2 separate regions of the Pan troglodytes genome follow, and region 1 is linked to region 2. The links are chromatin contacts, called in public HiChIP or PLAC-seq maps. All regions are on one chromosome and are shown on one strand. Each heading gives the region's core, a stretch centred on a gene start, on an enhancer-like site or on the middle of the called end of the contact. The rest is flanking DNA. Distances are from core to core; before and after follow the strand shown.

What was found. HiChIP or PLAC-seq counts read pairs in DNA pulled down with a chosen protein or histone mark.
Region 1: an H3K4me3 HiChIP or PLAC-seq map of stem cell-derived excitatory neurons shows a contact between it and region 2, with 5 times the contacts expected there. The contact joins the promoter of ARVCF here to the promoter of GP1BB in region 2. A contact is called at or near these places in 1 of 7 Hi-C or Micro-C datasets (stem cell-derived neural progenitor cells) and 1 of 1 datasets of contacts at active chromatin or transcription factors (stem cell-derived excitatory neurons).

Annotation. Positions count from the first base shown.
Region 1 is chr23:22,046,524-22,050,387 of NHGRI_mPanTro3-v2.0_pri, reverse strand. It overlaps ARVCF (ARVCF delta catenin family member), which reads left to right and starts at 2,316. Exons shown (of 18, transcript XM_016939715.4): 1 at 2,316-2,466. It also overlaps a transcript of TANGO2 not described here.
Region 2 is chr23:21,752,087-21,756,014 of NHGRI_mPanTro3-v2.0_pri, reverse strand. It overlaps GP1BB (glycoprotein Ib platelet subunit beta), which reads right to left and starts at 1,444. Exons shown (of 2, transcript XM_009437791.3): 1 at 1,293-1,444; 2 at 101-1,018. The coding sequence starts at 1,302. The coding sequence ends at 408. SEPTIN5 (septin 5) reads right to left here. Exons shown (of 12, transcript XM_001166286.8): 9 at 3,137-3,233; 10 at 2,916-3,051; 11 at 2,533-2,635; 12 at 1,553-2,444. The coding sequence ends at 2,388.

The sequences.
Region 1 (3,864 bases), core at 1,067-3,566, 290 kb before region 2:
TCTCCTAGGCTGCCGTGCGGTGGTGCAATCTCAGCTCACTGCAACCTCCGCCTCCCAGGTTCAAGCGATCTCCTGCCTCAGCCTCCCAAGTAGCTGGGACTATGGGCGTCTACCACCATGCCCAGCTACTTTTTTTTTTATTCTTTTAGTAGAGATGGGGTTTTGCTATGTTGGCCAGGCTGGTCTCGAACTCCTGACCTCTGGTGATTCGCCTGCCTTGGCCTCCCAAAGTGCTGGGATTACAGGCATGAGCCACTGCGCCCAGCCTCCCTTGTTGTGTTTCTGACCTCTGGCTGCAGCCTAATGGGCCGACTGCTGGACAGCGGTCCTGAGTCCTGTTTGAATTGGTGCTGCCCCGACATCCTCTGACCTCAGCTAATGATCCTGCCTGCCGAGGGCAGACAGGTCTCTGCAACCCTATGGGTGGTAGGGGTGGTGATGAGGGGAGAGGTAGTCTCACTTGCACAGATTTTGGTGTATGGTTCTGTCTTTTGCACTCTTTCAACAGAGGTCTGTCCAGTCCCTCTTGCAAGTGTGGGGAGGGGGTGGTGCAGGACTATGAGGTAACTGTGAGAAGAGGGGCTCCAGCAGAACCAGGGTCCAATGGCCTTGAAGAGATGGCTGGGGACAGCTGGACTCATTACGTCTACTCCTAAATGGAGGAAACAACCCCTCAGCTACACAGCACCTGAGCCAGAATGTCACCATGGTGCTGCTCCACAGGATGACAGCTACCTGGTTTGTGAGGGCCCCTATTCTAGGGACAGCTACTTCATTCTGCCCTCCCAGAGCAGCAAGCAACAACCCTATGCCAGGAGGCCAATTGGCACGTCAAGTGCCAGCTCCAATCGATTGATAGTAGCTGCCTGGCTCTGAAAGGCAGCTGGGATCGATTCACCATGCTGCCAGCACACAGATGGACCCAGCGGTGGTCCCAGCAGTGAGTTCTTGCCTTGGGCCATTTCATTTTCTTTGTCCTGGCCAAGGAATGATTGGATGAACACACTGGACTCCCAATATGGGTGGATAAGACAAGAGTGTCTGGTCACACCCCTCCACCACTCATAAGCATGGTTGTGGGCAGTTTGGTTCCCCAGGCGGCCTTGGAGAATGCAATGAGCCGAGGAACTGGTCATCTCCAGGTGCATCCAGGGCAGGAAAGGATGACAGCATGCGTGAGACAGGGTCACTGGCTAAGAAGTCATCTCAGGACCTCCCCCTAGAAAAGCCCACTGGGCAGCATCCCTGCTGGTTCCCCCCTACACCACAAGGTTACGCAGAGCTGGCGGAGGGTCATGGTCCCACTCATGGCAGGTGCTCTTAATCTGGCAAGGAAATGCAACCTACGTGAATCTCAACAGGCAGTGAAGCACCGTTTCTTCCTGACTCCAGGTAGGGTGAAGAAAATGGGACAGTAGTACGGGGTGCGGGCATAAACGCACAACTCTGCCTCCCCAGACGCAGAGCTGTGGGGCTGTGAGAATGCCAGGAGGAGGCAAGAAAGGGCGGCCCCATGGGGGGCCTGCAGGGTGGGACAAGCCCAAGAGGTCTCTACATCCAGGCCTGGTGGGGGAGGTGAGCCCCTGGTTTACCGAGGGGGTCCCTTCCTGCTCTCGGAAATACTGCAGCTCCTACCTCCATCGTCTCCCCGCTGCGGGGGCCCAGGGGCGTGAGGGTGAGAGAGCCCCCAGGCCCCAGGGTCAGACGACTGTGTTCAAGCAAGTGAGAACCTCTCTGAGGCTGTTTCCCAACTGTAAAATGGGGATAGCAGCAGAACTCTCTCTCGCGGTTTGCGTGAAGAACACAATTCGATGTCGACAGGAGGGCGCGGCGCGCAGCGCGCAGCGAGTAGCAGGCGCTGAAGAAGGATACCTGTGAACTGGGAGTGGTGGCGGAGGCTACGCGGCCAGAGTCCGGGGAAGGGGCGCCGGCTCTGCCAGTCCCTGCTCGGGGCTGGATGGTCGGGGGATGTTCTCGTAAGTCGGCTGGGAGGGAGCGGTCCCGCGTACCCTGCCACCGCCGCCGCAGAGGTTCGGGCAGGTGCGGGGCCGCGGCCCCTCCGCGAGGGGGCTGGTCATCCGCCGGGACTGACATCCCGGAGGCCCAATGGCAAGCCGTCATCTCCGCGCATCCGCCCAATCGGCGCCGGTTGCCGTGCCGCGCCGGGTCTCTCGACCAATGGGAAAATTTGCTGTCAGATGGGGCGGGGCGGAGATTCGCGTCGCCGGCCCGGTCCGCTTTGCGCACGGGCCGCGTGAGGGCGGGAGGGTTGGCCCGGGGTCTCGGGTTGCGCGCTGGGCCTGGAGGGAGGGGGCGGCCCCCGCACCGGTCCGAGTTGCGGCCGCGTGGACTGCGAGGCGCGCCGCGCCGCGCCCTGGGAACGCCGCTCCCCGCGCGCCAAGGGACCCGGGGAAGCCCTTCTGGGGTCCGAGGCCGCGCTGCGGGGCCGCCCACGCTGCGCTCCAGGTAAGCCTGAGCCAGTGGGCGGGGTGTGGGACCCGGGGCTGGGGCCTCGGGTCGGAGCCGGGACTGGGGGCGGGGCTGCAGATATGGGACGCATTCCGGGCAGCGGTCCGGACAGGGTCCTATCCCTGGAGTCGAGATCCGGGCGAGGGTCTGGGCCGGACGTCGGAGCCAATCTCCGCCCCACCCGCGTCTTGTCCGCGCGCTCTGCGGCGTCCGAGACCCCGGGCCGGCGGGGGCGGGTCTCTTTGTGCGTGGCCTTGGGACCCTACCCGACCCGTCCGGGCGTCTTGCACTGAGCGCTCCAGCCGAGCGCGGCCCGATCCCGCAGCCGTGTCCGCCCCGCGCGACGCTTGGCGCCTAGCTGCCAGGGCCTTGCAGCCACCGAAACTTTCCAACAGCCCGAGGGGCGGCAGGCCGGGAACTTTCCTGGGGCAGCGCGCCGCCGGGAATTCCGCTCAGGGGCACCGACGGCCCGGAGGTGTCCTCGCGCCGCGCTGCTCCTGCCGCCTGGGGGGTGAGAGAGGGCGCGCCACCCGGACCGCCGGCCTGGGTCCCCCTCCCCACGCCGCCCTGCGTCCCCTCGCTGCCGGTGCGGAGACATGTCATCTCCACTCTGAAGGAGACTCTGCTCGGTTTGCTAGGGAGTCGCCCTGAGCAGGTGGCCTGAGAGCTCCAGCCTATTTTAATTTTTAAATAATTAAATATTGGCTGCTTACAATATTTCACCGTTTCTTAGCTATGTGTAATGTAACATACTTAAAATGGAACTAAAGGACTTCAGCTCCCTTTTCCTACATCCAGGCATATTTAGAAATAAGGAAAGGTGCCCCGTGGGTATTTTTTAGAGTAGGCTCTTAATGCTGCTGTCTAATAACCTCAGGTGAGTACCCAGGCTGCTGTCAGAGAAACCTCCCCTATGGTATGGGCCAGGGGGGTGCAGTGGGAGCCTCCACCTCTCCCGACCTTAGCTTCTCTGGGGTAGCTGCCTTTACTTCTTCCTACTTCTTAACTACTGCCTTATCTGCCTTTACTCTGGGATCTGGGCGGTGTTTAGAGGTCTGGTCAAAACAAGGCAGGTGTTACCTATCTTGTACTCACTCTATTGGAGCTGGGATGGTGCTGAATGCGGGGGGCAGTCAGCGCTCTCTTGCTCGGTGTGCCATGCCAGTGGCCGGTCAGCTCCTAAGCAGGTGATCCAGGCCTTAGATCAGGCGACAGTGTGAGCCGCAGCGTGTCTGGGAAGGCATTTCCCCCAGTCTTGCCCCATCCTATCCGCAATGTCTGCTCCCAGCTGTCCCTTGTCCCCACCCTACCCCCATTCTGGGGTCCACCAGCGCCCAGCAGAGGACTGGGCACAGAACATTCGCTAAGGGACTCAAGTCCCAGCTGAGAGGGTAG
Region 2 (3,928 bases), core at 195-2,694:
GTGGGCATGTAAGGATGTGTTTGTGTCCCCTTGAACCGCCTCCTGGGGCCTTTTCCTGAGTTTGGCGAGGGGAATTTCCAGGTCAGTCGTGCAGAGAAGACCAGATCAGAAGGGTTTATTCAGCACCAGAGTTTGGAAGGGAGACGCAGCAGGGTCTGGACCGCATTGTGCCCCATGGTCCTCCCAAGCCTGGAAGTGCGGGTTCGCCTCCCTTGGGGTAGGGTGGGCAGGAGTTCTGTCCCACGTGGTCTGGGCCTGCAGGTGGGGTGGGTCTGAGAGATTGGGCAGCGGAGGAGGCGGAGACCGGTCCAGGTTGGCGCGAGGGCCCCTCGGGCAGGGTCCTGTCGAGTTTGCAGGCCCGCGTTGCCCAGCGCCGGTTCTCTTCTCAGGACGCACCGGTTCTCTTCTCAGAACTCGTCGGTTCCGGCTCGCTCGGCCACCAGCGGGTCGGTCAGCGACAGCCGGGCTGCGGCGCGAGCGCGGGCCCGGGCCCGCAGCCTCCGCAGGCGGCACAGCAGCAGCACCAGCAGCAACGCGTGCAGCAGCCCAAGGCCCAGCAGCGCAAGCTGCGCCGCCAGCGCCCCCCAGCAGAGCGGGCCGGGAGCGCAAGCGGCGCGCAGCTCGTCCTCGGCCAGATAGGGCAGCAGGCGGCCGCGCAGCGCTGGGGGCGCCACGCAACGCAGGTCGCGGTAGGGCGCACGCTCGGGGCGGCCGGCCAGCCAGGCGCGCAGCGGCACAAGGCGGCAGTCGCAGCGCCAGGGGTTGGCGCCCAGGTGTGCGGTGCGCAGCGCGGGCAGCGCGTCCAGCAGCCCCGGCGGCAGCGCCGTCAGGTTGTTGCCGGTCAGCACCAGCTCGGTTGTGTCGACAGGGAAGGCGGTCGGCAGCGAGGCCCAAGTCAGCCCGCGGCGCCCGCAGTCCACGAGCGTCCCCGCGCAGCTACAGGGCGCCGGGCAACCTGCGGCCGGGCGGCTCGGCGGGGCCAGCAGCAGGAGCAGTAAGCTCAGCGCCCCGCGCGGCCCTGCAAGGGAAGCGCCGCAGTGAGCCGAGCGGTCGGCGGGCACCTGGGCGACGTCTCTGAGTACCCAGAGCGCCGGCCCGGCTCCATCCAGCCCCTGATGCCCGGCGTCCCGGTAGCCCGCCAGCCTCTCCACCCTGACCACCCCGCACGCCGGCTGGAAGTCCCCTCTAAGTCTGACCCAAGTCTCTCCCGGCTGCAGCCAAAGAACCAGAGCTCCTCTCAACCCGGGTCGGCCTAGGGAGCAGCTGGGGGCCCTACCGGACTCCAGACTCACCGGAGCCCATGGCGAGAAGACGGCGACCCGGCTTACTCTGGAGCGGGAGGCGTAGGCGGGAGAGCCGAGCGATAAGGCCGCCCCGCCCCTGCCACGCCCGCACCGACCACAGTGCTGCGGCCCGGCCAGAAATAGCCCAGAGGCCGCGAGGACGCGCGCTGCAGCGGCAGATAGCACACTATCGCCGGAGGCCGCAGGCCGCTCAGGCTTCCGCTCCCACCCGCTCTCAGGGGCACACGGAGCACTCGGACACCCGCTGCGACGTTCACCAACATTGTTCTCCTGTCACCAGGACAGGACGCGGCATTCACAACGGAACAAAACGGAGCATCGTGTGGCGGGAAGGGATCATGCGGGTGGGAAGATCGGGAGGCCGAGGCTCAGGATCCCGGCACACCACAGCGGTGCTGGGGAGAAGAGGCCTCGAGTGAGGGCAGGGGACCGCACCGAGAGTTGCCAGGAGGTGGCTCACCGCCCAGTGCCCCGGGGGCCCTCCAGGTCGGGCCGGGCTGTGGAGAAGGGGTGTAAGCGGTCACGGCCCCGCTCCTTGCAGCCTCTGGCCTCCTTATGTCTGGAGGGCTCCCATTTGATTCAGCCCAACCCTGCCCGCTAGGCGTCTGAGGATAAGAGAAGACTCGGCCCGCCTCGACAGAAAATAGGGCCTCAGCACTCGCTGGGTGACCCGCGGGAGCAGGCAAAGGAGGGCTCCCAAGTCCGTTCTGCAGCACTGGGGCAAGGAACAGACCCAGGATCCTGGGAATCCTCTTCTGCCTAGCTTTGCCTGCCTGCCAGAGCAGGGCCTGCGGTTTGGGTGCTGTGACCGTCCGGGGGCGGGGGAAAGGCAAGGGAGGCGGATCTCTGAAGTCCCGCCCAACTTCGCTCCTGATCCCCCAAGGTCAGAGAGGGCCAGCTGGGCGGGGGCTACGGTCCAGGCCCCTCGGAAGCAGACACAATGACCTGGGAGGGGGTGGTGCTGAGAATAAATTAGGGTCAGCTGGGGGCTGTGGCCCCGCGTCTCCGGGTCGGGAACAGTCCGGTCTGGGGTCCAGGGGTGCGAGGGCGTCCCGGAGACGGACGGTGTGTCCGCGGCGAGCGTCACTGGTCCTGCATCTGCTGCTTCATCCTCTGCAGCATCTCCTGCATGCGCCTCAGCTGCGGGCGGAGACAACCCGGCGGGTGAGCAGCACCGCGGGGGCGCATCCCTGACGCCCGCCTCCGCCGCCCCCGCCGCCCCACATACTTCCTCATCCTTCATCCTGATAAGCTTCTCAGTCTCGGCGTCCGGGGTGGGCAGCGGCAGGATCGGGATGGGGCTCTCCATGCGGCTGTCCTGGGTCAGTTTGCTGCGCGGGGCGGGGGGGAGGATGGGCGGGGCGGCGCCACCAGGAGGCTCAGCGTGGGCTGGCGATGCCTGGCCCATCCCCGCCACTGCTGAGGCCCTGCCCTCCGGAACCCTCACAGCCCTGGACTGGTTCTAGGGAGACCAGGCTCTGGGGGAGCGGGGGGGAGCTTAGGGAATGGTGCAAAGTTCAAGTCTGGGTGGGCTGACAGGACCGGCCCTTAGTTATGGAGACGTGGGCGGGGCCGGAGGGGCGAGGTCTGGCTGGCGGCTGGGGCGCGCACCTGGTCATCTGCTGGATGCAGTGCGCGCGGTAGTTCTCGTAGTGCACGTCGCACGTCACGTCCTTGAGGTCGTGCATATGCGTGCGGATGAGCATGTTGCGCAGCTTCACGAAGTCGCAGTGCGCCTGGTTCTCCACTGCGGGGTGGGGGTGGGTAGTGGGCTGGCGCCGGCCCAGGACAGCCTTCCCCCACCAGACCTGGTACCCCAAGACTCTACTCACCCTCCACGATCCCCCAGGGGTACAGTCGGCCCCGGACCCGCTGCCCCTTGGCCTCCACCACCGTGTTGCTGCCTATAACGGCGAAGGGCGCGCTCTCCTGGGGGAAGGAGGGAGAAGGGCTCACACCCGGTGAGCGTAATTGCACGGTTACTGATGGGAAACGGGCATGTAACTCCCGGGTCACCCCTCCAGCATCACCATCAACGATCTCTCCTCAAAGAGATCCTGGCGTTGCCCCTTTCTGGCCTCTCTGCCCCTGGTTGGAGCCAGAGCCCATGCGGCTCACATTCCAGGGCCTTTCCAGGCTATGCCCAACCAGGCATGCTCCCTCCTCATCTCCTCCCTCATCAAGAACCACCCCCTCCAGCTGCCCCTTCCCTCCCCAGGGCTGAGCCTATGTCTCCCCATGCTGATGCCCCTGCCCTGGTGGCCACCTGCCTCTGGCATGGTCTCCATCATCACTCTAGCTGCTGGGGCACCCAAAGCCACCAACCCTGGAGCTCAGAAATCTGGGAGCCAGGGTGTGCCACTGGGGCAGCCCTTTCCTCTGGTGACCCATGGGAAGAGGGTTGGGGTTGGGGGCCTGGCCCACTGCTGCACCTCTGGATCTGGGCAAGTGCTCCATACCTGCCCAGCACCACACGGGGCCCACATGACCCACCCCAGCCAGGCAAAGACATGGTGACCTTTACCTTCTAGCCCTGGATGAAGGGGGTACAGGTCCTCTACTCCTAGAACAAATGACTCTTGCCCCCAACTGGGCTGACCTGGCCCTCCTCCAGCAGGCTCAAT